Linked DNA regions of Mus musculus: regions 1, 3 and 4 are each linked to region 2. The links are chromatin contacts, called in public HiChIP or PLAC-seq and promoter capture Hi-C maps. All regions are on one chromosome and are shown on one strand. The core of a region is the stretch at or near the end of the contact, and the rest is flanking DNA. Distances in the headings are between cores, read along the strand shown. Region 1 holds the start of Trafd1 (TRAF type zinc finger domain containing 1). Region 2 holds the start of Tpcn1 (two pore channel 1). Region 3 holds the start of Erp29 (endoplasmic reticulum protein 29). Region 4 holds the start of Ptpn11 (protein tyrosine phosphatase, non-receptor type 11).

Region 1 (7,138 bases), core at 4,021-6,520, 800 kb after region 2:
GTGCGTGCATACAGAATACATACATATAGTATAATAAATAGACACCATTTAGGAAAAAAGCATTTTTAATCACAACAGACTTTTCTTTCCTACTAACTGCCTAGTTGTACCTAATGCAATTACAGTCCTGAAGACCCTTTTCTTAAGATGACAGAGAGCCAGAGCCAGGCATGGTAGCGTACAACGTGGCAAACAAGAGGATCCAAGTTTGAGGCCAGCCTGGTCTACAGAGCAAGTTCCAGAATGACCAGGGCTACACAGAAAAACCCTACCTCAAAACACCGAGGGGAAAAACGAGAGGTGGCAGAGAAGGCTCCAAAGACCAATTGCCTTTATTTTATGAAACAGAGTCTCTCTATGTGGACCAGGGCTGGCCACAAACTCATAACAAATCCATCCACTTGCCTCTGCCTCCCAAGTGTTAGAATCAAAGGTGTGGCCACCATACCTGGCTCAAAGACCAACAGTTTTATTAGATGTACTACTGACGTTGTGTATAAATGTTTTGCCTACATGTATGTATGTGCTCCACATGCATGCAGTACCCATAGAGGCCAGAAGAGGGCATCAGATCCCCTGGAACTGGATTTATGGATGCTTTGAGCCACAGTGTGGGAACTGAACCCTGGGAAAACTGAGCCTAGGTGCCCTGGAAGAGCAACGGGTGCTCAAGTGCTCTTACCCACCAAACCATCTATCCAGCCCCAAAAAAAACTTTTACAAAAGATGTAGTTAATACTCTTACACGCATGCATACATGGGGATGTGCACAGGAGAGCTGGTGCCGAGAGGCCAGAGGCATCCGATTCCACCTACAGCTTGAGTTATAGGTGACTGTGAGCCACCAGATGTGGGTGCTAGGAACTGAACTTGGGTCCTCTGCTGGAGTAGTAGCAGCTCGTAACCACTGAGCCATCTCTACAGCACCCCCAGAGCAGCTTTCAAAACCTGCAGTGTGAATAGTTCCTCAGACAGGCCGGTGTAGCTAGGTCTGTCGTCCACGCTAAGCTGCTAAGCTGCTTTTCTTCTGTACGTTGCTCTGCACCAGGTAACCTTGTTCTCACTAGCTCCTGCACTGTGCCTTCTGAATCCCTTAGCAGTTATTTATACACTGTCCCAGACTCCTTCGAATGACAACAGACTGGGAATCAGGATGGCTCAGCCACATGCCATTTTGCTTCTCAAGTGACATTTTCTTATTTTATCCACATCAATGGTGACAAAGCCACTGACTTATGCAGACATGCAAATGACACTTGGGGACTCTCTGAAGTGGCAAGCAGGGAGCACCAGTGAAAAGCTACTCTCTAAACTATGCCCTTCAGCCACCCACGAGGGCAGGGCGAGCAACGGAGCTCTGCTCAAACTCCCCATCAGCAGGGCAGTCTCCCCCACCAGTGTCTCCCCACTACACCACGTGGTAAGGGAAGCCCAAAACCAACTGCTGCACTGCGCTTACTTAGTGGGTACAGCGCTTGCTATGCTAGCTTGAGGACCTGTGTTCAGATCCCCGGGCACATGTAAATGCCAGGAGTCACGGCAGAGACAGGCAGACTCAGGGCTCATGGCCAACCAGTTTTGCTGAAATGGCAAGCCACACTCTCACACATGTGCATGCATGCACACAAACGGAATACACAGTTCTTTCTCCGTTAGTTTTAAGTAAGAGCATTACAAGGCTGGAGAGATGGCAGAGCCCTGGCTGCTTCTCCAGAGGTCCTGAGTTCAATTCCCAGCAACTGCATGATGGCTCACAACCATCTGTAATGGGATCTGATGCTCTCTTCTTGCCTATGGATGTACAATGTATATGCAGCAGAGCACTCATACATTTAAAAAAAAAAAAAAAGCAAATCTTAAGGGAAGAAAAGAGCCTGGATCTGACACCCTCACACAGACATATGTGCAGATAAAACACAATGCACATGAAGTAAAGGAATAAATAAATCATAAAAAAGAGAGAAGAGAGAGAATTAGTAGACCCAGGACCAGTGATGCAAGCCTGTGATGCGAGCACTCGGGAGGCTCAGGCAGGAGGGAGGACCCGGAGCTATACTAGCCTACGAACCAAATGTACAGCTATTCTGGGGCTACCCACCTTGTAGGCTACAGCAAAATCTTGTCTCCAAGGAAGAATACCAAGCCAAACTAAGTAAAATGCAGCATGTACCAGCAGGAAAACAGCAAGATAAATTCCTGAAGAAGCCACATCAGGCCCCGCAGGTAAAGATGCTTCCTAGACCCGAGTCCTGCACAGTCTCCTGAGCACAGCTCGTATGCCCTCCCACTCACAGGCAGCATAGCGGTGCACACGCATGCTGTCAGTCCTCAGGTGGACTGCTGAGAAGCCCTGGGTCCCCTCCCCACCCCTGAGAAAGACCAGTTACTACTGTCACTACATATGGCGGCTCCCAGTGCTTGGAAGGTAAGACAGAAGGTCTTCAAATTAGGTCATCTTTACTCTGGAGCCCACATATCCAGTCCCAGGCTAGCCTGGGCTATGTAGGAAGGCCCTGCCTTAAAACACCCCCCACAACAAAAAACGGAAAGAAAGAAAAAGTTCGTCCTGAGCTGCTCAGCAAATTTTTCCATCACTACACATAGAGCCAGGTCAGGAAGACTCCGTCCCAGGCACCCCAAGACAGCCTCGTGACCACTGAGGGAAGTCCTTCCTTCTACAACACTGGCAAGACACATGTGGATCTCTATGAAGCTCAATGACAGCTTGGTCTCAAGCAAACGAACAAAAATGACCACACTTTTTTTGGACATATGAAAAGCATCAGTTCTCAGCCAGTGCTGGCACACACCTTTAATCCTGGCGCTGGGGACCCAGAGGCAGGTAAATATCCCTAGGAGTTATCAAGGGCACAGGGTGAGTCTACAAAGTGAGATCCAGGACAGCCAGGGCTACCCAGAGAAAGAGGGTCTCTGGGGAAGAAAAGTCATCTTATATGTGAATAAGGGCTGAGGGTAGCTCATTGGCTGAGCTGGCCACAGGACTGTCTGCTGTCCCTACCACTACCCACCCCCACTCCCAAAGAAGGTGAGTGAGAGTCCAAACCACTCCAGTATTGCTTGTTTGGTTTTTAAGAAGGGTCTCCCTATATAGCAAACTGTAGATCAGACTGGCCTGGAACTCACAAAGATCCTCCTGTCTCTGCCTTCTGAGTGCTGGGACTCAGGTGTGCACTGCCACGCCTAGCTAAGTATCTTTAAAAAAAAAAGTTTTATTTCTTTTATTTTATGTGTATGGATGTTTTGCCTGCATACGTGTCTGTGTCCCTGGTGTCCAGAGAGGCCAGAGGCTATTGGATCTCATGTAAAACGAGTTCCAGAGATTTGTCAGCTACCACTGGACACTGGAAACCAAACCTGGGTCCTCTGAAAGAGCAGGCAGTGCCCTTAACCACTGAGCCACTCCTCCGGCCCTGGACCCATCTTATTAAGTTATTAAAGACAGAACAGAGCCCCCAAGTCCCAGTTTTATCATTCCACTCCCTCTTCTACCCAGAGAAATCTTCCTGCCAAATTCTAAACAAGCCATTTGCCCAAATGATTAAAAGGCTGTAGTTACAGTGACTTGCATAGTTTAGAATCACATACGGCCAATAAACACAATACAGCCTGCCAATAAACCACCCAAGTCTTTACAGAGCTGGCTTGTCCTCAAACCATGGGATTCTATGTCTTACCAGTTGTCACACAGCCTAGAAGCCTGGTCATCTCGAAACTCGGCCATCTCAGCTCTTCCTGAAAACTGCAAAGGAACAGGTATCACTTTCTGTTTCATTTCTGCTCTCGGGATGACAAGCAAAAGAAGAAAAACCTAGGGTATTCCTTTTCATTGCCTTTTCATTTTCAATTTAAAAAAATAGACTTACAAAATGTTGCCCCCCCAAGCCTTAAAATACAAAGAATTCCCTTATGCCCTTCACCCAACTTCAGTAAAAGTTAATGTTATTAAACCCTAATTCTTTTTTTTTTTTAAATTAAATGTAACCAATCCTCAGGCCTTCTTCAAATGTCAGTGAGGAGACCACTATCCCCCTTCTTGGTTCAGTTTCAGTCCTGGGTGACATAAAGCTCTTAGATGTTACTACTTACTCTAATTTGAAAGCTCTCTCTCGTGTCTAATCTCTCACAGCCTTGATCGGCTAATTAGTACCTTAATCAGAGCCTGCTAGCGAAGACTGGCAGTTACTAAGAGTTTCTAGCTACTGGCTAGCTATTTTGTAATCAATCCTTCCATTTGGGGGCGGGGGTTGTCTGGTGTTTTCTTGGACTAAATTCAGGCTCTACACATTTGGCAGGAGTATTCATCAAACTAGCAGGGGCTCAAGCGATACGGGGCTCTGTGTTCCCTGACCAGGCATAAAACTGGGCATGATGGTACATGCCTGTAAATTTACCACTAGGGATATAGAGACAGAAGAATCACAAGTTCAAAACCATCTTGGCGACTTAGTCAGTTCAAGGCCAACGTGGGATGGATTCGACCCTAGTTCCAAAAAAAAAAAAAAAAAAAAGCAAAACCAAATGTAAGCAGAGCGCTAATATTGGACATCTTATCAAATGGTACGACACTGCCTACTTAGGTGTTTCTCCTCGGTCAAATCTGAGGCCCTCCCACCCGGGCTCGCAGGGCAAGAGCAGTCAGCTCCAGCCCTTTCTCTCGCTTCCCGTCCAGGATACAAGGCAGCTCCGATGTTTACATCACTCCTTCCCACGACACAGAAATAGACTTCGGCACCGACTGCTAACAAAGCGGCAGGCTGATCTGGACACTGTCAAGTCACCCGCCAGCAGCCTCAGCGCCCGGGCAAACTGACACTGTTTAACGAATCCAAGAGTCCAGTGTAGCAAAGCCCGGAAACCAAGCAAAGGTTCGTTTTCAATAACCTAAGGTGAGTGTCTGCGGGAAAGCACACAGACAAAGAGGGCGGCGGGACGGACAGACAGACCTCTAGCGACGGCAGGGAAGACTCAGCAAACCGGGAGGCCGGGGGAGGCGGAGGCAGGCCGGGCCACACGCCACCGCGGCGCCTCGGGGAGCGGCCGCTCTGCGCTCCGCGGGCCCGGGCGGTTGGAGCGGGCCGAGCCTCCGCCTCCCGCCGCGAGCCTGCGTCACCGCCGCCACCTCCCGCCCCGCCCCGCCCCACCCCGCCGCCCCCGTTCACCTCCGAGCCCAGCGGGAACAGCACCGCCACCGCCGCCTCCGCCGCCCGGAGCCAACAACCGCCCAGCTGCCCAGCCGCTTCCCACCGTCGCCGAGGGCCACGCCCATTGGCCAGCCGTGGGGCCCTGATGGAAGTCCATTGGACCACAGCGCTGCCGTTTCCTCGGGTCCGCCTCCTCATCCTCCATTGGCTCACAGCTCAGGGGGCAGGTTCCGAGGGTCATTTCTCCGCTCCCCACACACACACCTCTGGAAGCGGTGGCATCTACATTGATTGCTAGGATGATGCAGGGCAAACGTGCAGATGAGCCTACGATGACGGTGGGTGGCGTTTGCGCTCTGTCATGGGCCATTAATACCCACACCTTGTCATCCTTGTCATCCTTGTCATGAACGCTTCCTCCTGCCACACCTCTTCGAGGTGTCAGAGATTCCGATGTGCCAGCCAGGGTCTCCTTGCCGGACCTGGTGGCTTCTTCCTGCACCTCCTACCTCATGGATACAAAGGGGCGGGGGGGGGGGGCGGGATTCTAAATCTAAGCTGGCGTGTAAACTGCAAACAACATACAGCTGTGGGACTGGAGAGACACGTCTCCACGGCTAAGAACGCTTGCTACTCTTGGAGAGTTTGGTGTTCAGCACCCACAACAGGTGTTTCAGAACCCCCTGTAAGTCCAGCTGTAAGTCAGGGTATCAAGAGATTAATCATCTCATCACCATCATCTCATCATCATCGTCGTCGTCATCATCGTCATCATCTTAACAAAAGCAGAGCACAGAGGCCCATGCTTTTAATCCCAACATTTTGTCCTCAACTGCCTATGTAGTAAGGATCACCTTAAACTCAATCAATATCCTCCTGCCTCCATCCCCGCCAGTGCTGTTTTTGCAGGCTGAGGCTACCGCATCCAGCTAATTGCCACATGCTTTTATTTCCCTCAATATTTTAGGGAACTGCGGGCTCACTGCTGGCTCTGCGACTGCTGCGGGTGCCCGTGTTTCTGTTTTGTTTGGGGCTTTGGTTGTTTTGAACTAGCAAACTGTTTCTGAACGCGATGGCATCGTTTAAAGTTCCCATTGGGAGTGGAAGAAAGTTCCAGATGCCCCCCCCCCACGTGTTCCCAGGGTGATATAAATACATCCTGAAGAAATAAACAAGAGAATGGCAGTCGTGTCTCCTGGAAACAACTCACAGTCCTCGATGTGAAAGTGACTCAGAGGCTCCTCTGGAGTTTACTGGGGGAGGAAAGGACAACTCAAGAGGAGGACAAACAGCGCGGAAATGCTGAGTTACCTCAGCTTCTGCCTCCTGCCTCCACCTTGGCTTAAAATTTTGGGTTTGTTAAAAATTAAAGATTTTGGCTCGGCATGGTAGCACACGCCTTTTACCCCCCTCCCTCCCAGCTCTGGAGAGGCAGAGGCAAGTGGATCTCTGTGAGTTCGAGGCCATCCTAGTCTACAGAGGGAGTTCCAGGACAGCCAGGGCTACACCGAGAATCCCTGTCTTAACTATTTCATACATCCTGTGTGAAAATGTCATGATGGAAGCATGTGCTACTAAAAGCACTTAAAATGAATAAGATTTGGTCGTGGATGTCCCCCTGTCTCCACACGTGTAGCAGATTAACTGAATCTGAATGTCCTAATCTAAACATCCCCTCTGGGCTCAGACAGTTTCCACACTGACTTTGGAATTTTGGATAAAGCCCCAAGGGAGGTGGTGCCCTGCCCTCTGAGCCCAGCCAAGCTCCAGGCTTTGCCAGGCTGGGGGAGGGGAGCCCCTTATCCTTGCAAAGCCTGGCATTACTACCACCACCACCCCCTTCACGCCCACCTTCCCAACCCCTGCCTCAGCTCCTGGCTCAGCCTCTCCCTGACCGGAAGCTTCCTGTGCTGGTACTTGCCACTAGACCCTTCCCTTCCTCCCTCTGTGGATCCCAGCAGCTGCTGAAATTCACC
Region 2 (7,315 bases), core at 310-2,809:
TTCTGCAGCAGCCTGCTAAGCCTGAAAGACTCTGCCTGGCAAAGTTCCTGCAAGTGGGGGGTGGGGAGGGGGTTGTTCGTTTGTGTTTTTTGTTTTCCTTTTCCAGATTTGAGAATTTATTTTGCTTGGAAATCTCAACAAGGGGAGACAGAAGAGGAACTCCCACAAGATACCCGTCATTTGGCTGCCTAAAGAACTGCAGTGTGTTTTGAATTTTGGCTTAACTCTCTCCTCCCCCAGTGCCTTGCATAGACTAGGCTCACACTTCTAACGCACTCCACAGCAGAGGGATTACAAGGATGTACTTTGAGGCCATGAGGAGGAGGCTCTAACAGTGTGTTCTCGCTATTCACTTGGAAGGCAAGAAGCTCTCCCAACGCATGACAACAGGTTTCTAATGTTCGTCACTAGCATCCTAGGGAGATCCTCCCAGTGGGTTTTACATTTTAACAGCGGGATGCATGACTCCATTCTAACATGCCTGGTCTCACCTCAATGGCTCTCGCCTGGAGTGACTTTGTCCCCACTGTCTAGAAATATTTCCAGCATCACAACTTGGGATTGATTGCGAGGGAGTCCAGAGAGGCTACTGAACATCTACAGTACACAGCTGTAGACCCCACCCACAGGAAACAACCTCCTGGCTCCGACTCAACGGCTCTGCCCTCAGTTGGTTAGCGCCCACTTGATACATGAGGCAGCTTAGCGTGGCCTCTCCCAAGTAAAGAGCCACAAGTAGTCATGGAACGCAGGGGACACTGCCCACTTCAGCGCAGCCCCACCAACTATTCCTAGAAACTGCACTCCACTTAGGCGAAATCCACCAACCGCTTTCTTGTTTTTTGTCTTTGGTGGTAGGGATATCCCTATGGAGCTTTGAAGCTTTGAAGTTGCCATTCTCCTGCCTTTGCCTCCTGAAGAGCCTATGACTTTTCAAAGAGAAAGAAACGGGGCCCAGAGAGGGTAAGTAAACTGTCCAAGGTCACACAGCAGACTCGGAGCTCCTAAGGTCCAGCCCTTTGGCAGACCTTGGTTCTCTCTCTAGCGGAGACCCAGCGAGTCACCCCTGGGGTAAGGTCACCCCTGGAAGAAGGTCCCGGAATCAGATAGCTAGCTGCCATCCTGCGATCTGTCCCCTGAGGCAGACTGACCCAGGCAGGAGTCCCCGGCCAGGTCACAAGAGGACACAGCAGGGAGGTGAGCAGGGAGGAAGGGTCGCTCGGGGGCTCTAGCTCCCCACGATCCCCATCGCGATCCGGGTCGCCCCAGGAAGTCAGGCCAAAGAAAAGGGGTGCAGAGAGAAGGGGATCCGCAAGGAGAGAGCATGCCGGCCACCTCCCAGGGCCCCGCCTCGGGCTTCTGGAGCACTCAGCCCCAGCCCCTTCTCTGCACCTTCTGACCCCTGACCCTTGCCCTCGGGCCAAGATCGCGCACCCCTCGGATCCTTACACGCGCCGTCCCGGGATCCCGCACTGTGCACTGGGTCTGCACAGCGTAGCTCAGCCCGCAGTTGCCGCCGCCAATATCCCCAGCGCGGAGCCTCAGCAGCCGCCACCGCCGCCTCACCGCTGCCACAGCGGCAGCTGCGCCAGCCTTCGCATCCGCCGACTCCTGTCACTCAGCCCCGAAAGCCCCGCCCACGGCCCTAGGCCACAGCCTACTGGCCATCAGAGGGGTCGCAATGAAATTTGACAGGGTAGACTACACGTCACTCAGCGTTCTCACAGCCCTCCTCCCAAAGGGAGGGCGGGGCGAGGAAGCAACACCCCTTTCCTCCCCACCCCACCCCCACCCCCGCCTCACTCGCGCAACCAACAGGAATCCTGCGTCTTTCCATTGGCGAAACGTCAGAGAGGCGGGGATTTTGATTGGCCATCTTTCAGGAGGCGGAGCCAACGCAACCCGATTCGAAGTTAAATGGTGAAAAAGAATGTCAGTCAAACTCAAAGTCCCGCCTTCTAAGAGTGGCTCGTAACCTAGCAACATAAGGGCCGCCGAGTTGCTTAACTGTGGGCCAAGAAACTTGCATCTTGAGGAGCTGGTGAGTGACAGCGGGGAAGCCCCAGGCTGCAGGCTGTGTGCACCTAGTAGGCACGCCGTCCAGTGATTTCTCCCCTCCAGGCGTCCGCGCCCCACTTGCCATCCCGTCCAGCTCCAGGTCCTCACTCCCTTGCCCAACCTCCATCCTGTCCTCCTCTAGGCCTCCTGCAAGCACCATCAAGTATCCTCTTCTGATAGTCTTGCTTCCTGTCTGGTCCACCTGCCATTTCATAGTCCCTCTCCTCATCTCTTACTGATACCATTTGTGAAGTTCACATCGAGTGAACTTAGTTCAAGTAATTGGATGGGTTGGTTTGTTTTGGTGCCCACTGTCCGCACTATGTTCAGAGGTCAGCTTGCTGGGTGCGTGACCCCCTTCAGTGTATGCTTAAAATAAGGATTTGTTGTTTGTTTTGATTTTGGAACAAGGTCTCACTATGTAGTCTCGAACTCACTCTGTAGACCAGGCTAGCCTCAGACTCACAGAGATCCACCAGTCTTTGCCTTTGAGTACTGGGATTAAAAGCATGTGCCACCACCCTTGGTCTAATTAGGTTTTTTCCCCTTTAATTGTTAAAGTTTTATTATCATTATTAATATTATTATCACTATGTCTGCGTTGGTGGGGTATGTGAATGTGAATACAGACAAAGGGTTTTGGATCCTCTGGAGCTAAAATTAATTACGGGTGGGCAGTTGTGAGCCACCTGTCATAGGTGCAGGGGACTAAACTCTAGTCCTTTCAAAAAGCCGTACACGCTCTTTTAAAATAACGTAAAGCTTTATTTATTTTTACTTTATATGTATCTGTGGGTGCCTACGTGTATGTGAGTGCACAAGGTATGTTCACAACGTGTGTGTGCTGTGACTGCCAGGCTAATTGCAGTGATCCCCGCCACGACTTATTCTACCCTAACTCCCTCTGTCTAAGCATTTCCTAGGACATTCTCTTGGCTCATACAACGAATAATTCACATATTTAACATGGGCTTATTGAGTGCTTAGTGTGTGTCTTAGTTAGGTTTTGACTGCTCGCTTTACACCTTGACCAAGGCAACTCTTGTAAGGACAACATTTATTTGGGGCTGGCTCACAGGTTCAGAGGTTCAGTCCATTATCATCAAGGTGGGAGCATGGCAGCATCCAGGCAGGCATGGTGCAGGACGAACTGAGAATTCTACATCTTCATCTGAAGGCTGCTAGCGGAAGACTGACTTCCAGGCAGCTAGGATGAAGGTCTTTTGTTTGTTTGTTCTTGTTTTTCGAGACAGGGTTTCTCTGTATAACCCTGGCTGTCCTGGAACTCGCTTTATAGGCCAGGCTGGCCTCGAACTCAGAAATCCGCCAGCCTCTGCCTCCAGAGTGCTAGGATCAAAGGTGTGCGCCACCACGCCCAGTTTAGGATGAAGGTCTTAAAGCCCACACCCACAGTGACGCACCTACAACAAGGCCACACCCACTCCAACAGGGCCACACCCACTCCAGCAAGGCCACACCTACTCCAACAGGGCGTTCTAAAAGTGCCACTCCCTGGGCCGGGCATATATAAACCATAACAGTATGGTTAGTGACGGCAGTCTGAGTTGCATGAAATCCTGTCTGAAATGGGAGGGCTGGAATGATAGCTTAGACATTTAGACATTACACTGTTTTTGTAGAGGGCCCTCAGTTCCTAGCATTCATGAGTCACAACTGCCTGTAACTCGACTTCAGGTGATCCAGCGCCCTCTACTGGCCCAAAAGACACCTGCACTCATGAACATCATGCATGCACGCATGCATGCACGCGCACGCACACACACTTTTTCTTTGAGGTCCTAGTGAGAGTTCTTGGAATTAAAAGTGATTAAAAATCAAGAACACTTGAAACAGAACATCAGGGTAAAGTATCTCTGAACTTCAGCTTTTATTATAGCAACGGGCTAGATCCTGTAGCCAATGAAAATATTTTAACCTGAATGCTCTCAAATGCAGGAAACTTTTTCCTTTTAATGGACAAAGAAATGCATCTCCTCTTCTACTCTCAGTGCAGGCTTAATTATTGAAAGAATAACGCGGGTTCACACTGCACCAAACACCAGGCAAATACGAAGTCTGTGCTTCCTCTATTAATTATGTTGATATCTTATACTCTGGTAACTAATATTTTTTAAAGATGAAGGGTTTATTTTCTTATTCTGTGTGTCACACCTGGCTCTTACATGAGTATGAAGGAGCTTCAGATTCAAGCATTTTACTGACAGAGCCATTTCTCTAGCCTGCATTTTAAGTTCTGTTTTATTTACTTCCTGTGTGTACGTGTGTGCATGTGTATGTGTTGTGGATATGTATTCATGTGTGTATGTGTGTGTGCACGATATGTATGTATGCATATGCATGTGGATGTGTGTATAAGGATGTGCATGTATTGTGTATTGTGTGCATGTGGATGCATGTGCATGTGTGTGTATGTGTGCATGCATGCTTGTTCACTTATGCATGCATGTGTGTGTGTGCATGTGTATATGCATGTATATGTGTATTCATGTGATTATATGTGTATGTATGCCTGGCAGTGGTGGCGCATGCCTTTAATCCCAGCACTTGGAAGGCAGAGGCAGGCAGATTTCTGAGTTCGAGGCCAGCCTGGTCTACAGAGTGAGTTCCAGGACAGCCAGAGCTACACAGAGAAACCTGTCTTGAAAAACCAAAAAAAAAAAAAAAAGTGTATATGTGTGTGTGTGCATGTGTGTATGCATGTATATGTGTATCCATGTGATTATATGTGTGTATGTGATTATATGTGTGTATGTATGTGTATACATGTGTGTAGGTACATGCCTTAATGCTATAATGGAACTCAGAGCCTCACACATGCTAAGCAGATGTGTCACTATCAGCCCTTCCTTTTTTTTGAAACAACCAAAACAATCCACTATACGGTCATGTGCGAACAGAAATGCACATTTCTAAAGCATGCTTTGACCAAGAAAGGAATTCAAAGCATCTGACACAGAAACCAGAAGCGGGATTAAGTGTCCTCTGTAGCTCTGAGTGTGTTCCTCTGAACCCAGCGTTTCTCATCTAGGTTGGAAGCCAACACCCCCAGCATCCTCCTGCCTCTGCTATTCTGTTCAGTCTGCAGAATGATATACCATAGTCGTACTTTGGAACTTCTTTCTTTTGATTTTTTATTTAATGCGTATGAATGTTTTGCCTGCCTGCATGTATATGCGTCATATTGTGCAGTACTACCATCAGCCAGAAGAGGGCACTGAATCCCCTGAAACTAGAGCGACAAATGGTTGCTCCATGTGAGTTCTGAGAGCCAAACCTTGATCCGACAAGAGCAGCAGGTGCTTTTAACCACTGAGCCATCTTCTCAGCTCCTACCTGTCATTTTTGCATTAGTCATAAAAGCTGGACATATTTGGTAGTATTGCATTTATACGAGAGTACTGTAAAGTCCCCTGTCTGTCCCTATTTTAGAGAAGGGCAGCCAAAGCCTGGAGAGAGTGATCAGATCACAAAAACTCATGTGACTGTGTGGGAGCCACAGGGACTGGGCTCCAAGTGAACTCAGTTACTATACAGTGAGCCCCTCCCTGGCTTCCTCTTTTTCACTTTGGAACTTGTAGAAGGGCAGGTGACCGCGCCCAGGTCTGTCCCAAGCTGCAGAAGGTTGTTGACCACTGCAAGCAGCCATGTGAGCACCTATCCCCAGTTGCTACTGACCGCCATCTGTCTCTGAAACTCTGCAGCCCCTGACCACAGCTGAGACCCTCTCTCTCGACACTTTCAGCACCATTGCCACAAGCCTGTCCCAGGGGGCCTCCAGAAACCAAATATAATCCACACGATGTAGTTTCCAGCTACTTTGGAGGCAAAGGTTGGAAATCACATGGTCAATACAGTGAGATTCTGCCTAGCAAACAAAAAAACCAACCCAAATGTGGTGGTTTGACTAGCTATGGCTCCCAGAGACTCGTGTGTTTGAATGTTCGATCATAGGGAGTGGCGCTATTAGGAGGTATGGTTTTATTGGAGGAGGTGTGGGTTTGTTAGAGGAAGCGTGTCACTGTGGAGGCGGGGCTTTGAGGATATATATATATATATATATATATATATATATATATATGCTCAAGGTTTACCAGTGTGGTACAGAGCACCCCATCTTGCTGCCTGTGGATCAAGATAGAGAACTCTACCTACCACGTTGCCAGGCTTCCCACCATGATGATAATAGGCTGAAACTCTGTGAACTGTAAGCCAGCACCAATGAAATGTTTTCCTAAGTAAGAATGGCCTTGGTCATGGTGTCTCTTCACAGCAACAGGAAGCCCTAACTAAGACACCCAATGACATGTTGGCTGGCTCTCATGGAGGTTACAATCTGGCTTGTGACCTCATTACTGCATCTGCATCGACCTGTGTTGGGAACAAAATAAAAAGGGGGGCCCTGGGGTGTTGCCCGGGGAGAAGTGGGATAGGAAAAAGGTGCCCACACCCTGCCAGAGTTTCCCTATTCTCTGGTCAGTCAGGCGTGGGAGGGCTGCTATCTACCCTATCCACTCATCTCTGGCTGGGCATTCCTCTATCCCACTCTTCAGGGGGTGGCCAAGGGGCAGCCCTGCCTGGGGACCCCCCCCCCCCACTGTAGCTACTTTGCTAAAGCCACCAGGGTTGTGGGAGACAGAGAAGAGGGAAGAAGTTCCCAACACTGACCAGAGTGTGCAGTGGAACTTGATGGAGCAGAGCAGAGACTCTATGGTTTAAGAGCTTTATTATAGAAATGCAGGGAAAAGAGAGAAGAGAAGAGAAGAGAAGAGAAGAGAAGAGAAGAGAAGAGAAGAGAAGAGAGGAAGGAGAAGAGAGAGGGAGGAGAAGACAGAGAGAAAGGGAAGAGGAGAGAGAAGTGAGAGAAGGACAAAGGAGTGAGAAGGGGGGCTGAGCACCCCTTTTTATGGTCTTCACTGTTGCTAGGTAACTGGGGAGGAGTTTAGCCTGAAGGTTCAGAAGCTTGGGCCATTGCTTATGTGACTACTGACCATGCTTCTCTTGTGAGGGCTGTGGGAGGTGGTACCTTAGGCAGGGCTGGAGTTCCAGGAGCATGAGGGAATGCCTGTTGTGTCATGTAGATGAATTATGACCATTGGGGTTCAGACCTCAGCTCGACTGGAGACCAGCCTGCAATTCCCCACAGTCCTGCAGGAAATGACAAGGAGGCAGGGCCACAGTCTCCTCATCTACTGACAGCTGTTTACTGAGCATCTACTATGTGATAGCGGCTTAAGAT
Region 3 (7,174 bases), core at 1,572-4,071, 860 kb after region 2:
CGTGTGTGGGTGCCATGGGATGATTGAGGTCAGAGGATAATTTGTGGGAGTCTGTTCTTTCCCCTGACCACGTAGGTCCAGAGGATTGAACTCTGGCCACCAGGCTTGGTGGAAGCTTGCTGAGCCATCTCACGGGCCCTTCAATGGCTTTAAGACAAGGTCATTAAGTTTCCTAGATTGGCCTTGAACTTTTGACCTTTCTGTCTCTCCCTCCCCAGTGTGACACTATGACTGGCTGAAATTCTGTATTCACTGAAAAAAGAATCTGCTAAGAGCGCATCATGCCCCAGACACCATTCTAAATGGACACAGCAGTGACCAACACTGGGCCTCTCTGATGGAGCCTTCTAGTGATGGTCGGAAAGAGCCATGAGGAAATAGTTTTCTTTTTTAAGTTGGAGATCACTGAAAGGCGAGGCATGTAACAAGATTCCTGGACAAAACACCAGGAGGCGCCCTTTGTCTTTTAAGAGAACAGTCAGAATGAGGAACTGAGAACACAGAAGGGGACTCTAAAGGCGCCTGTGTTGAGGGGTTGGACAGGGCTGTTTTGGAAAGGGTTGCTGTTAGGACCCCCCCTATACCTGTTAAGACACCTGTTCACTCATGGGAACGCAACTCATCTGGTATGCTGTGTAGAGAGTCAGAAAAATACATCAGGTACTTCAGGGCATTGGTGGCACACGCCTTCAAACCCAGCACTAGGGAGAGTGGCAGAGGCAGGCAGATCTCTCTGAGTTCGAGGCCCGTCTGCTCTACAGAGCTAGTTCCAGGACAGCCAAAGTTACAAAGAAAAGCCCTGTTTAAAAAAAAAAACAAAAACAAAAACAAAAAAATAAAAATCATATCAGGTACTTCATAAACATGTCATCGTCTATGAAATATGAATGAGAAGCTGAAAACGGCAAGGAGTGCCCTCACGGGTACCAACAGGTCAATCTGGGCAACTGAGAAAGCGAGGGGACAAGAGAAGTTAACATTTAACCTAAGACAGAGCCACGAGAAGTAACCTATTCCAAAGATGGCAAAGAATGTTCCAGTCACAAGGAACGGCCACTGCGGATGGACTAACAGCTGTGAGCTAGGGGCAGTCAGAGAGAAGGCTTGTGTTGCCTGGAGACGATTGGAAAAGGGGGCAAATGACTAGGAAATGAGATGGAATAAGGGTCGTTCCTTGCTTGCTACTATATTAAGTAGAATCTCATGGTGCTGCCTGGTGGCCTGTGGGGTTAAGGGGGGGAGGGAGATGACACCCTCAGGGCAGATCCTTAAAGATGGAGAAGCAGGGAGCTGGTGAGAAGGCTCAGTGGTTAAGAGTGCCAACTGCTCTTCTGAAGGTCCTGAGTTCAAATCCCAGCAACCAAACAGTGGCTCACAACCATCCGTAACAAAATCTGATGCCCTCTTCTGAAGTGTCTGAAGACAGCTACAGTGTACTTACATATAATAAATAAATCTTTAAAAAAAAAAGATGGAGAAGCAGCAACTGACTAAACCCATGGTGCAAAATGTCCTTTTTATTCACACTTGGACTGTGGTATTACTAGGTTGCTATATAGGTTGGATGGATGACTAATAAGATGCTTAATTTTTTTTAATTAAAAAAAAATACAAACTTGAATGGGTTACACGTGTGTGGGGGGGGGGGTTCCTAACAGCAACCCTTTCCAAAACAGCCCTGTCCAACCCCTCAACACAGGCGCCTTTAGAGTCCCCTTCTGCGTTCTCAGTTCCTCATTCTGACACAATAAGAAAATGACCAAGTCTCTCCGCGCTAAGCCCAATAGAGGAACTAAGAAGATTCTGGTAACTAGAGACATGCACGAAGAACTGAGTCCAGAGGCCACTGCACTCAGCCTGCAACATTTCCACCGTCCATTTGCTCAGTCTTCGAAACCAATTTTTGTTTTAAAATAAATAAAATTGCTGAGGGTAGTGTAGTTTCTTACATGCCTTGACCGGGTTTTGTTCATTTCGTACTCCACTCCCCCAAGATGCTCTCTACAGGTGGGAGCCCTGCAATCTTTTTAACCCTTGCACTTTGTAGGGGGGCCGTGTGCGGTCTGAACCCGGTTTGCACATGGCCAAGAACGCTACAATCCATCCTCCGAGGAGCAGACTGGCATGCTAACCCAGTTCTCTCGGCCATCTCCACCCCATCCGAGAGCCTAGGAGCGTAGACCTCGCCCCGCCCTCCGGTCTTCCACTTGTGACTCGTGGATTGGATCTTTCCTATCATTGTCTTTTTCCCCAGTTGATAAAGGAAAAGGGACACTTGGTTCCCTTTGACTGCGCTTTGGTAGCTTTTTGTAAAAAAACAGATGTAGCGAGTACCGGGGTTGCAAGGATGCCGGGTGGTCAGGGTGCGCCCCTGCTCTGTCGACACTGGGCCTATAGGATGGTGGGGCGTGTAGGGATGGTCCCCAAGGACTGCCTGCTGCTGCCACCCCTCCGGGCCCAACGTCCCCGTGGGCTCGCGCTGCCACGGGCGTCTATCTGCACCTGCGCACGATCCCCGTCGCCCGCCGCCCTCATTACCTTGTAGAAAGTGACTGTGTCCAAGGGAAGGGCACCCTTCGTGTGTAGGCCGCTGCCGCCGTGCGGAGCAAAGAGGAGCAGCAGGCCCAGGAGCACGGACAGCAGTGGGGAGAGAGAAGCAGCGCCAGACACCCCGGCGGCGGCGGCCATCACGCCGGATGGTGGGAGCGGGAGAGACAGGCAAGCTACAGGCGGAGCGCTCCGAGTGGGCGGTCACGTCACGGGGAGGGCCGTCCTGCCGGCGGCGCGCATGAACGCAAGCGGCCACCGCCAGAGCGAGATGCTCCGGCCGCCTCCGGGGTGGAAGGGAGGGGCCGCGGAGGGGCGGGGCAGAGAGAGGGAGCGGCTGCGCATGCGTCGTAGGCGGAGCGGCGAGCGGGCGGGGTCGCGGGACGGGACGGGCCTGCCGCGCACGCGCACGCGCACGCGCACGCGCACTTGGCGACACTCGGCTAGGCCGTGTTCCGCTGCGTTCTCGCGGGAGGCGCCGCTTCGACCCTTCCCCTCGTTGCCCTCTCTCTCGCCTCGGAAGAAGACGTGGCGGCGTCCCTTCCTTCCCTGCGCTGGGCGGTCCTGCGGTCTCAAGAGACCCGCCGCCTCCCTCGGTTAGTCAGCTGTTTGTCACTGGTAGTCGCTGTCCTGCCCTTGTAGACCCCCGGTTGCAGCTCTGGTCAGGCCCGCGGGGACACTTAGGCAATGTGGCCTCCCATGTCGCAGGAGGTTGGGGAAAAGGCCTATTCGCCTTCGTGCTTTTTGGTCAAGTGTTGGTGGGTGGCACAGGCCTAATTTCAGCACGAGGCAGGGGGGTGACAAGACCAGGCTGGGCTGTCCCGTTTTCAAGGACTAGCTTATGGTACGTTCTGATTGTCTTCAGCACAGGGATAAAGGCTCGAAGGAATTCCTTATTGGAGACGACAGAGGGATCGTGGCCAGCAGGCTGTGTGAGCCAGCACAGGACATTCAATCCCAGTGCTAGCTGGGAAAACTGGCAGGCTGGTCTCTGAGTTGGAAGCCAAACCTCATCCATATACTGTGTTCCTGGAACTAGTACCTTCCACATCTAAGTTCCGTCCTTAGCACCCAAGGGGGAAAGCACAACTTTAATCACACCACTCCAAAGGCCAAGGGTGGCGAACCTGAGTTCAAGGCCAGCCTGGTCTACAGAGTGAGTTCTAGGCTATTCAAAGTCAACAAGGGTCTTCGAAAGACAGACACAAAACAGGCTGGGTGTGGACTACTTGCCAGTACTGGGGAGGCAAGGAGGATGCCCAAATTGGGGGGGCGGGGGGAAGGAAAAAGAGCGAATGATGAATGAAGATAGGTTGGTCAGTGGCCTATCCATGTATACAAATCTACATTCGCGTGCACACACACACACACACACACCTGTAGAATCATGAAAAAGCTAGACCATGTTGTGCTTTTTTTTTCCCTCTTTTTTTTATTACTGTTAAATCTCAAACCCTAGGTGAGACAAACGGCTGTGGTGACTAACATCAAAGTGGACCTGGCCATGAGGTTCTCCCAGAATCCCTCAGGGTATGACAGGCATGCCCTGCTCCCTACCCTAAACTTCTCCAGTCCAAGGGCTGGGCTGCCCTTCCTCCAGCCGCCTTTCCCTATAATAATCCAGCCATTTAAGCTATGGCAGTCTCTTGGTCAGTGTCTTGGCCCAGGCTGCCCCTCTTAACTGGGACTCTCCTCCCCTCTCTCCTCCCTTCCCCCTCTCTCCACATGGCTCATGGTCATGTTCACTCCGGACTGTGGTCTTCCTTTTTTAGCTACAATAAACTTCCTCCTCCATCATCCCTAGGAGCAGCCCTTCTATAAAAAGCACAGCTTATTACAGCTGCTGCCTTATGACCACCCCTCTAATAGACAGCTAGGTGCCCTGCATTTGACTGGCCGTACTGACCTTGACATCTAGCACAGACTGTGCAAGTATGATGCACCACTGGTCATTCTGCCGCAGTGTGACACGGCTATGTAGGTCCTTCTTTTTGACTTGTGTGTGTGGTATCCAGACTGCTATCCACCCAGTAAGTATTAAAATCTTTCCTCCCCATCTCGTGCCCTTTCCAAATCCCTGCAGAGGTATATCCCGCCTTTGAAGAACCTGTATTACGAGTCCGTCCTGCTCACGTGTGTCAGCACAGTATCTGGGAGATACTTGGTGAGCATGACTTTGAAAAGTAGGGAGCACTCATGAAGCAGTAGGAATCAGGATGTGGTACCGCACGCTGAGCACTGTGAACCTATGTAAAGGCAAACTCAGGAGCGGGGGCAAAATAAAGTCTCTCACTGACCTGAGGGGTTTACAGCCACCAGAGGCCTCCATTGGAGTGTTGCCAGATTTGTGTATGAAAACATTCCATAGAGATGAAGAAATGGCTGGGTGTGGCTTTAGTCCCAAGCCTTCCTGGGAAGGAGAGTGCCTGAGACCTGAGGAAACCTGAGGACTTTGGAATAAGCAATATCCTCGAAGTGGACTAAGTCGTGTGCCTCCAGTGCACTGTAATTGCATTTGGAGAGAGAATTACAGTAATTACAGAAATAGTTAAACCTAAATGAAATCCAACAGCGGGGGCCCAATCCAGTGGGCCTCGTGTCCCTTTATGAAAAAGAGATTACAACTGGACATGATGGCCAGCGCCTTTGATCCCAGCACTCAGGCGAAGGCAGGTGGGGCCCTGTAAGTGGGAAGCCAGCCTGGTCAACCTGGGTTGTATCGCTATAAAAATGAATGAATGAAGAGAATGCATCAGAAGGGAGAAGACTGAGGCTGAGGGCAGTGGGTAGCTCTCGCAGTATTTAAAGGAGGTGAGAGAAGTTCCTGGAAATTAGGAATGGCCTAGGGAGTAGGGTGGGAAGGGGAGTGGCGGGGATCTGGGAAGAGCTGGAGGAGGAAGGTAAATGTGCTCAAAATGTACAGGGCTCTCAAAGAACAAACAGTACTTGTTTTAAGAAGTGCCTCAAGCCGGGCATGGTGGCGCACGCCTTTAATCCCAGCACTCGGGAGGCAGAGGCAGGCAGATTTCTGAGTTCGAGGCCAGCCTGGTCTACAGAGTGAGTTCCAGGACAGCCAGGGCTACACAGAGAAACCCTGTCTCGAACCCCCCCCAAAAAAAAGTGCCTCGGTTGGGCCTGGGTGGAAGCTGAGTTGTAGGCCGTGTGTATAACGTTCCATCCTCAAGTGTGTCACTGAAGAAAAGTGCAATCAAGAAGCTTTGGCAGGAGGTCTGGACTTGGTGGCGTACCCCTTTAATCCCAGAACTCTTGAAGGCAGAGGCAGGCAGTGTGAGTTTAAGAACAGCCTGGTCAATAAAGCAAGTTTCAGGCGAGTGGAGTGCCACACAGTGAGACCCTGTCCATAGAAGAGACTTTGTAAGTCTTTGGTAGACAAATAGATTGAGATAGAAGTAAGAACCTTATGAGCTCACTCTGCTGGGTAGAACTGCTGCTCTCAGGCTGTGCAACACTCTGACCACACACTGAGGCTAAGTTCCAAGGAAAAATGACTCTACGACATGTTCACACAAGTTAACAACTGCTGTCTGCCGCCACACCAGGATATATGAAGTGATAAATCATTCCTTTTGTGTGAATAAACAATGCTCCCTGCCTGTCACTATCAAATCAAATCAGAGACTGTACTCATGAACTTATCTGTTGCATCGGGTATAACCCCTCACGTAGCACTGTACAGAGTTCCCCCATTTTGGCCAATCACTTGTCATGAGCCTTATCTAAGAAACTGGCTGAAGTGAAAGACTGTTCTGAGACTCCAAGTGTAACCTCTCTATCCTGTGGTGCTCTGTCCGCTTCAGATCAGCAGTTGAAATGGCCAGACACCTGGGCCTGTACTGAACGCCGAGCCGGAACAGCTGTGTCTGTGTCTAGTCAGCCCCTACAGGATTGAGATTGTGTCAGTTCAACTTCAGGAGAGCTTCCCTGAACCCTGCAGCACCTGTAACCCCTGTGGCCATTCTGTAATTGGTATAAATATATCATTGTATGACAGGGTGATGTGTGATCTAAGAGTTAATACTGTTCACTAATCCTGGCATTAAAGGACCCGTGATTGCTAGGATCCTGAACTCAGAACTGCTTGTAAAGTTGCAGCCAATGGAACTGATGTAGCTCTGAGAATGTATTTGCATAAGAGGAAATCCAGGTGCTGCTGGATATGACCTTAGAAGAGGAGAGGATGTTTAACCTGGTTACTGGGCTACACCACCTTCTTCAGTGGGGCAGATGGGGAGTACAGGACTACGTGTGCTGGGACATGCAGGTCGGGGAGCGGGGGTGGGGGGAAGGGAGAGTGATCCCACTCCTGCTGATCTCAGGAAGAGGTTTCTGGGGTTTGGACATGCTTTGACCCCATTCTTGCTCCTGGCTCCACGGGAAGAAGAATTACTTCCATTAGATTATCTCCATTACATTGACCTGTATTTTCTTGATTGCTAATTGATGTAGGAGGTCCCAGTCCGCTGTGGACGGTTCCATTCCTAGGTAGGAGGTCCCAGTCCGCTGTGGGCAGTTCCATTCCTAGGTAGGAGGTCCCAGTCCACTGTGGGCGGTGGCTAGCTGACAAGGAGCCTGGCAGTAACCTGGTAAAAAGTTGTTCCTTAATGGT
Region 4 (6,622 bases), core at 3,345-5,844, 600 kb after region 2:
TGGCGCACACCTTTAATCCCAGCACTCGGGAGGTTCGAGGCCAGCCTGCTCTATAGAGTGAGTTCCAGGACAGCCAGGGCTAAACAGAGAAACCCTGTCTCGGGGGAAAAAAAAAATTAAATACCTCATCTTAACATATGGTTACCCTTTTTACCTTTATAAACCACCATTTTCCTATGGGTCATGGGCTGTCTCCTCTCTATCCAGAGTCAGTAGTCCCCTGGGACAAATACCCCTGCCTTCTCTTCTCCTTCATCCTCTATCTCCTGACTTTGTCTCTTATTTCTTGCGCTGTTTCTCTGGAGCAAATAAATCTCCTTGTGCTGAGAATTTGGTCTTAGAGGTCCTGAGCCAGTCCCCACACACACATTACCTAAGTACATACAAACATACATAATTGCACCTAAATGTACATTACAATGCAGTCAAACAAATGCATTCTACATGGCATCATCACACACCGATCAGCTGCAGATCTCAACTTGGTATTAGTTTCATCCACCTCATTTGGTGTTGGACTCCTTCATAAACTCAATGCTCCTTGCAAAGATGCACAATCACAGCCCCCTTCCCAAGACAGCACTGCCAAGAACCACAGCAACTTTGCTAAACACACACAATATTCTCGAAGTCACGATAATGAACTGGGCTGCACTTTAAAACATCTGAACCCATCTGAGGGTCTTAAGCCCCGATACAATGGAAACCCCCTAGTAACTGCCCAACAACAGTGCTTGCCCTTCCCCTAAAAATGTCATTCTCAGACGGCAAGTGCTGCCTGTGTCTCCTAAAGCACAGAGCACTCAGCTCAGTGTCCCTATTGTTCTGTGACTGCCTATGTCCACCAGGGCCTCCTAGTGACAATTACAAACAAGAGTTGGCTCTGCCTTTCCAAGATCATGTGCATCTCCTAACAGTGTACACATTGAGCATGATCAAGAATGGAAAGCAATTGGTACAGCCTGTGCCCTTGGGCAACGCCAGCCCAAACCCCGACTCTTTGTAGGGTCACACCAAGAATAAAGACAGCGAGGCGCGCCGGAGAGACTCGGGCACTGCTGGTTCTCCCCAGGGAGATAACCAACGTGGCTGCCAGGGAGCACCTGGGACAAAATGTACTTGCCCTGCAATGACAAACCAGAACCCTCCAGTCTGAGGACAGTTCAACATTCCACCCTCCACTCCAGCCAGCACTTGTATCTTAGAGGAACAGAAAGCGACTGAAGAGAGAAGACTGGCGAGGGCAGGCAGTGGTGTCAGCTGGGGGAGAGCAAGGTAAGGCACAGGACAGCTTGAACATCTAAGTCCACCGTCCTCTCAGCTAGATGGCCCGGGACCAGCCACTCAATTACTCCATGCTTTCCTTTCCCTCCCCACCTTCAAGGTTGGGAAGCCAACACGGTGATTATACCCACATGCTGGCTTCGGAATGCTCACAGAAACGTAGTCTGCAATACTGATCAAAATGAACCGTTTTCCGACTAGCGCTGGTACCGCTCAGGAAGATCTCTGTGCACTCAAGGACAGCTTGTTCTGCGTAGCAAGTTCTAGGCCAACCAGAATGGCAGGGTGAGACCCCGTCTAGCTTTACCATGACAATTAAGTAAAACAAGCATCAATATGGTGTCTGCCATCCAAGTGTCAGTTCCTATGATCACTTCCTCAAAATGACCTTCCCTGAATCCCCATCGGAACTCAAGAGTGTTCTCAGATCCTCAGGCCAGCACGATGGCTCCATGTTTAACTGTACTCCGCCTAACAACCTCAGTTCCAGAGATTCTCCCTAGAATGCAACTGTTTTCTGACTTACACACACACCACTGAGATCATGGAAAAAAACAAAAAAACAAAATATGCACCAGCTACAAACAGTGGCTGCTCTTGCAGAGGACCCAAGTTTCACTCCCAGCACTCATGGGAGGCAACTTAAAACCACCCGTAACTACAAGTCCAAGGGATCTGACACACTCCTCTGAACACTGCAGACACACACACACACACACAAATTAAACAAAAAAAAAATTTTCTTTAAAAAAAAAAAAAAGAACTAAGACCATTTGGAACTGACATGAAGATACAGAAATATCCATGGAAGAAAACCGAGTCAAGAAACAAACTCACAATAAGGACAAGTGTTCTTCAACAATGGGGCAGACTCTACCTGTGGAGAGGCTCCCCAGCAGTGTTGCTGGGACAATGGACGGCCACTCGGAATAGAAAGCAGGTACCCACACAATAATCAATCACCAGCCCCAGAGGGAATGAGGCAGGCACACGCTGCCTACGCCTACAAGATACCCATACAAGTAAAATCAGAATAAATCTTTATCAAACAAGGAAATCAGGACTCAAAGCTATGGACAAGCTGTATGCAGCTCTCTGGGAGTAAAACTGGAAAGTAAGCAGTGACAGCCCCTTTGCAAACAGGCTGCAAGTGCCTGCCCACAGTAGATCCAACCGTTCAGCTTGCAGAGAGCTACAGCAGAGAGGTGAGGCCACGCTGACGCCTCTGCAGCAGCAGTCACAGAACCATATGTGAGTGACAAACTCTAGAGACAGCCAAAGGTCCTCAGAAGAATAAGCAGCCCTACAATGGCATGCTGTTCAAACAGCAGCAGCGAGCAATGAACTCTCAGACAATCCGGAACAAGTCCGCTAAGCCGGGGTGTGGCAGCACGTGGTACCTAGTCTGACAGCCTGAGTTAAATCCCTGGAACCTGAATGGTAGAGAGAGAGAGCCAATGTCTACATGTTGTCTTCCGACCTACAAATGCCTACCATGACATGGGCCCACACACAATGAAGAAATACATGTTTAAAAAAAAAAAATGAGCTGATGAGATGGCTCAGTGGGTAGGAGCACCCGACTGCTCTTCCGACAGTCCGGAGTTCAAATCCCAGCAACCACATGGTGGCTCACAACCATCCATAATGAGATCTGACTCCCTCTTCTGGAGTGTCTGAAGACAGCTACAGTGTACTTACATATAATAAATAAATAAATAAATAAATCTTTAAAAAAAACTTTCAATAATAAAAATCAGGACTCTCCCCGCCCCCAACGCAAAAAAAAACAAACAAACAAAAAAAAAAAAAAAAACAAAAAACAAAAAAAAAAAACAGCTCATATTTGTGTAATGCCATTAATCTAAAATCCTAAGAAAGGTAGCAACAGAACCGTGGTCGGAGGGAAAGCAGAGGACTGGTAAGACCAAGCTGAGGGAAACCTCACCAGGAGTCGTGGATATGTTCATTATCTTGACTGCTGTAATGGTCTCAAGTATACGCATAAGTCAAGGTTTAATCAAACTGTCCGCCGAATCAGGTGCAACTTATCTCAATAAAAATGTTGGTTTTTTTGTTTTGTTTTGTTTTGTTTTTTGTTTTTGTTTTTCGAGACAGGGTTTCTCTATGTAGCCCTGGCTGTCCTGGAACTCGCTTTGTAGACCAGGCTGGCCTCGAACTCAGAAATCTGCCTGCCTCTGCCTCCCAAGTGCTGGGATTAAAGGCGTGCGCCACCACGTCGGGCTTAAAGCTGATTTTAAAACTAAACAAGTCCTTATAGTGTGATCCGGCCTGTAACCCCAGCGCTAAAGGGGTTGAGATAAAGGGGAAATGTACACTGGATGCTAACCTGGGCAACACAGTGAGAGACTTGCACCTCTTACCAGGTAACATGCCACAATGTACTTCATCCTGAAAACTCAATTTGGTCATGTTTAGGAAAGGGATTCCACCACCCACCTCGTACCACTGCGGTACGCGTTAAGCTGGCTTCTAGTAAGAGCAAAGTCAATGTCACTAATGGAGTCTCGTTACCCTGAAGTGGAAACTCACTCATTCGCCTCCAATCTAAGCTTCAAATCCTGTCCTGTGACGAGCACGTTATTCCCGAGCCTCAGTTTCCACATTCGTCAAACAGAGGGGACAATCCCACGGCCAGATACGGTTCCCTTTCCTCCCACCTTTCAAAGCAAAGATCACAGTGGGGAGGGAACACTCCCAGCCGCTGCAGAGAGCTTCAGTTTTCCCACTTCTGGCACTTGGGGGCGAGGGCGAAGACGCAAAAAGGGGGCACCTGAAAGGGTCCTGTGTGAAGGCCCCGCGGTGGCCCGGGCGCCTCCCCGAGCGCGCGGGGTTATTTCGGAATCCCCAGGAGGCGACGCTCATGAGGCAATGGGTCAGGAATGCGGCGGCCGGCCGGGGCCGCGGGTGTCCCCACGGGCATCCCGGGCCGCGGGAGCAGGAACTCGGGGCGGCAGGAAATGAATGGGGACCCGCGGGCGGGGCGGCGGGGAAGCCAAGCCGACGGGGAGTCCCCGGTGTGACCCCCGGCGGCCCGCGCAGTCCAGAGGCAGCGGGGACCCAGGCCGCGGCCCGGCCCCTGCGGGCGGCTCACCTCCGCGATGTCATGTTCCTCCCGTCTCCGGCTCCGCACGGACCCGCTGCTCGCTCAGGCTCCGCGGGGTACCGTCACATGGAGGGGGCCCGAGCGAGGCCCCGCTCCGGAGCCGACACGGGTGCGGGCAGAGCCGGCCGGCCGCGCGCGCACAACCCCCTGCCAGGCCTGGATCCCGGACACTGCGCGGCCGCCCCGCCGCCCGGCTCGCTCCGCCCTCGCCCGCGCCCCCGCCCCTGGCCGCCGGCGCCTGCGTGACGTCATCGCGCGCCGCCGCCACGGCCACTATCTGCTTCCGGTTTGCGGGGCCCTGAGCAGTGCTAGGGAGTTTGGTGTGGGATTCCTCCTCTGAATCGGTGCGGCTACACCCGTGAACGCCTGGACGATTCTTCTAAACGGGGACGTCGCACATAGGTGCGAGGACACAATACACAATATGCATCCAGGGCGGCTGCACACGGGAAAAGAAGCAAACAAATAAGGGAGGGGGAACACGAGTTCGATTCCCAACACCTACCTGTATGGGGCAGCCCACAACCTTCTGTAAATTTGGTTCTACCGGATCCGCCGTTCTCTTCTTGTGGCTCCTCGGGCACTGCACTCACGGGCACATATCCATACACATAATGTTTTATGATTTACTCCTTTTGCCCGGCAAGGTGGCGTACGCCTTTAATTCCAGCACTAGGTAGGCAATAGCAAGTGGATCACTGTGAAATCGAGGCCAGCCTGGTCTGTATAGTGAGTTCCAGGACATCTAAGTAGGGAGACCCTGTCAAAAAGAAATATATATTACTTTTTTTTTTTTTTTTTTTGGTTTTATGAGACGGTTTCTCTGTGTAGCCCTGGCTGTCCTGGAACTCACTCTGTAGACCAGGCTGGCCTCAAACTCAGAAATCTGCCTGCCTCTGCCTCCCGAGTGCTAGGATTAAAGGCATGCGCCACCACGCCCGGCTAGAAATATATATGTATATATATATATATTACTTTGTATTTTTTAATGTTTAGTGTATTAGTGGTTGCCTTGCATGTAAGTATGTGTGTAACTGCATGAGTGCCTAGAGCCCAAGATCTGAAAAGAACAACAGTTCCTGGAACTGGAGTTACAGGCAGTTGTAAGCTGTCATGTGGGTGCTGGAAACAAAACTTAAGACCTCTGAAAAAGCACTCAGTATTCTTAACTGCTGAGCCATCTCACCAGCCTCTCCCGTTGAATATTTTTTGTTTTGTTTGTTTATGAGAAAAGAGACAACCTATGTACCACGGCCATACTTTTACAACTTGAACTAAAATTAACACAAATGTTTTTTGCAGTTTCACCCATACCGGGATTAGCAATCCTAACAAGTGATCCTTTTTCTAAATTAAGAAATCTGACCTTTTCACTTCAAAGAAACACTTCATAACTTCTCCTTCCAAATGTCCAAATTGTTAGTACCAGTACGCTGCTACGGGGGTTGGGGAGGGGGACTTTGTTAGATGAATGTGGCTTTCTTGAACAGCTCCATCTTAATGAAGTGTAAAGTTATGAAACTGATGAACTAGAAGCTACATAGATGGATCAGCAGATAAGAGAGTTAGCTGCCCAAAAGTCAGGCAGTGGTAGTGCATGCCTTTAATCCCAGCACTTGGGAGGCAGAAGCAAGTGGATCTCTGAGTTCGAGGCCAGCCTGGTCTACAGAGTGAGTTCCAGGACAGTCAGGGCTATACAGAGAAACCCTGTCTCAGAGAGAGAGAGAGAGAGAGATTGAGAGAGAGAGAGAGAAATAGTTGCTCCTCAGAGGACTAGGTTTCAATTCCCAGCACCAACCTGGCTACTTATAACTAACTATCTTATCTCCAGCTCCAAAGGACCAGACACCCTCTTCTAGCCCAGTGAGCACCTGCATGCACCCACACACAGATTTTTTAAATTAAATTGGTGAACTATTTCTGAAACTTTCCAATTTCATGGCTTCAGACTGCAGTTGGCTGTGGATAACAGGGAAGGCAAAACTCTGGAAAGCAAAAGGAACTAACAACATGATCATTTTTTATTATTTTATTTTGTTTTTTCCAGCCAGAGTCTTACTATGTAGTTCTGGCTGGCCCTGGAACTCACTAAATAGACCAGGCTGGCCTCAAACTCAGAGGTCCACCTGCCTCTGCCTCCTGAGTGCTGGGATTAAAGGTGTTGGCTATCATGCCTGGCTATGACCATTTCTTTAATTTCATTTATTATTA

The links. Promoter capture Hi-C pulls out the DNA fragments that hold promoters and counts their contacts. HiChIP or PLAC-seq counts read pairs in DNA pulled down with a chosen protein or histone mark. Capture Hi-C pulls out chosen DNA fragments and counts their contacts.
Region 1: a promoter capture Hi-C map of liver shows a contact between it and region 2, with 3 times the contacts expected there. The contact joins the promoter of Trafd1 here to the promoter of Tpcn1 in region 2. A contact is called at or near these places in 2 of 39 promoter capture datasets (hippocampal neurons and liver).
Region 3: a contact with region 2 is called in a FOXA1 HiChIP or PLAC-seq map of pancreatic cancer cells. The contact joins the promoter of Erp29 here to the promoter of Tpcn1 in region 2. A contact is called at or near these places in 1 of 39 promoter capture datasets (pre-B cells) and 1 of 115 datasets of contacts at active chromatin or transcription factors (pancreatic cancer cells).
Region 4: a contact with region 2 is called in a promoter capture Hi-C map of adipose tissue. The contact joins the promoter of Ptpn11 here to the promoter of Tpcn1 in region 2. A contact is called at or near these places in 2 of 39 promoter capture datasets (the C10 cell line and pre-B cells) and 1 of 9 other capture datasets (adipose tissue).

Annotation. Positions count from the first base shown.
Region 1 is chr5:121,380,345-121,387,482 of GRCm38.p6, forward strand. It overlaps Trafd1 (TRAF type zinc finger domain containing 1), which reads right to left and starts at 5,271. Exons shown (of 12, transcript NM_001163470.1): 1 at 5,181-5,271; 2 at 3,696-3,760. The coding sequence starts at 3,742. It overlaps Gm42020 (predicted gene, 42020), which reads left to right and starts at 5,169. Exons shown (of 2, transcript NR_168130.1): 1 at 5,169-5,500; 2 at 6,130-6,546.
Region 2 is chr5:120,587,054-120,594,368 of GRCm38.p6, forward strand. It overlaps Tpcn1 (two pore channel 1), which reads right to left and starts at 1,560. Exons shown (of 28, transcript NM_145853.2): 1 at 1,450-1,560. It overlaps Iqcd (IQ motif containing D), which reads left to right and starts at 1,970. Exons shown (of 5, transcript NM_029408.2): 1 at 1,970-2,041.
Region 3 is chr5:121,449,653-121,456,826 of GRCm38.p6, forward strand. It overlaps Erp29 (endoplasmic reticulum protein 29), which reads right to left and starts at 2,822. Exons shown (of 3, transcript NM_026129.2): 1 at 2,539-2,822. The coding sequence starts at 2,688. It also overlaps a transcript of Tmem116 not described here.
Region 4 is chr5:121,186,803-121,193,424 of GRCm38.p6, forward strand. It overlaps Ptpn11 (protein tyrosine phosphatase, non-receptor type 11), which reads right to left and starts at 4,595. Exons shown (of 16, transcript NM_001109992.1): 1 at 4,400-4,595. The coding sequence starts at 4,413.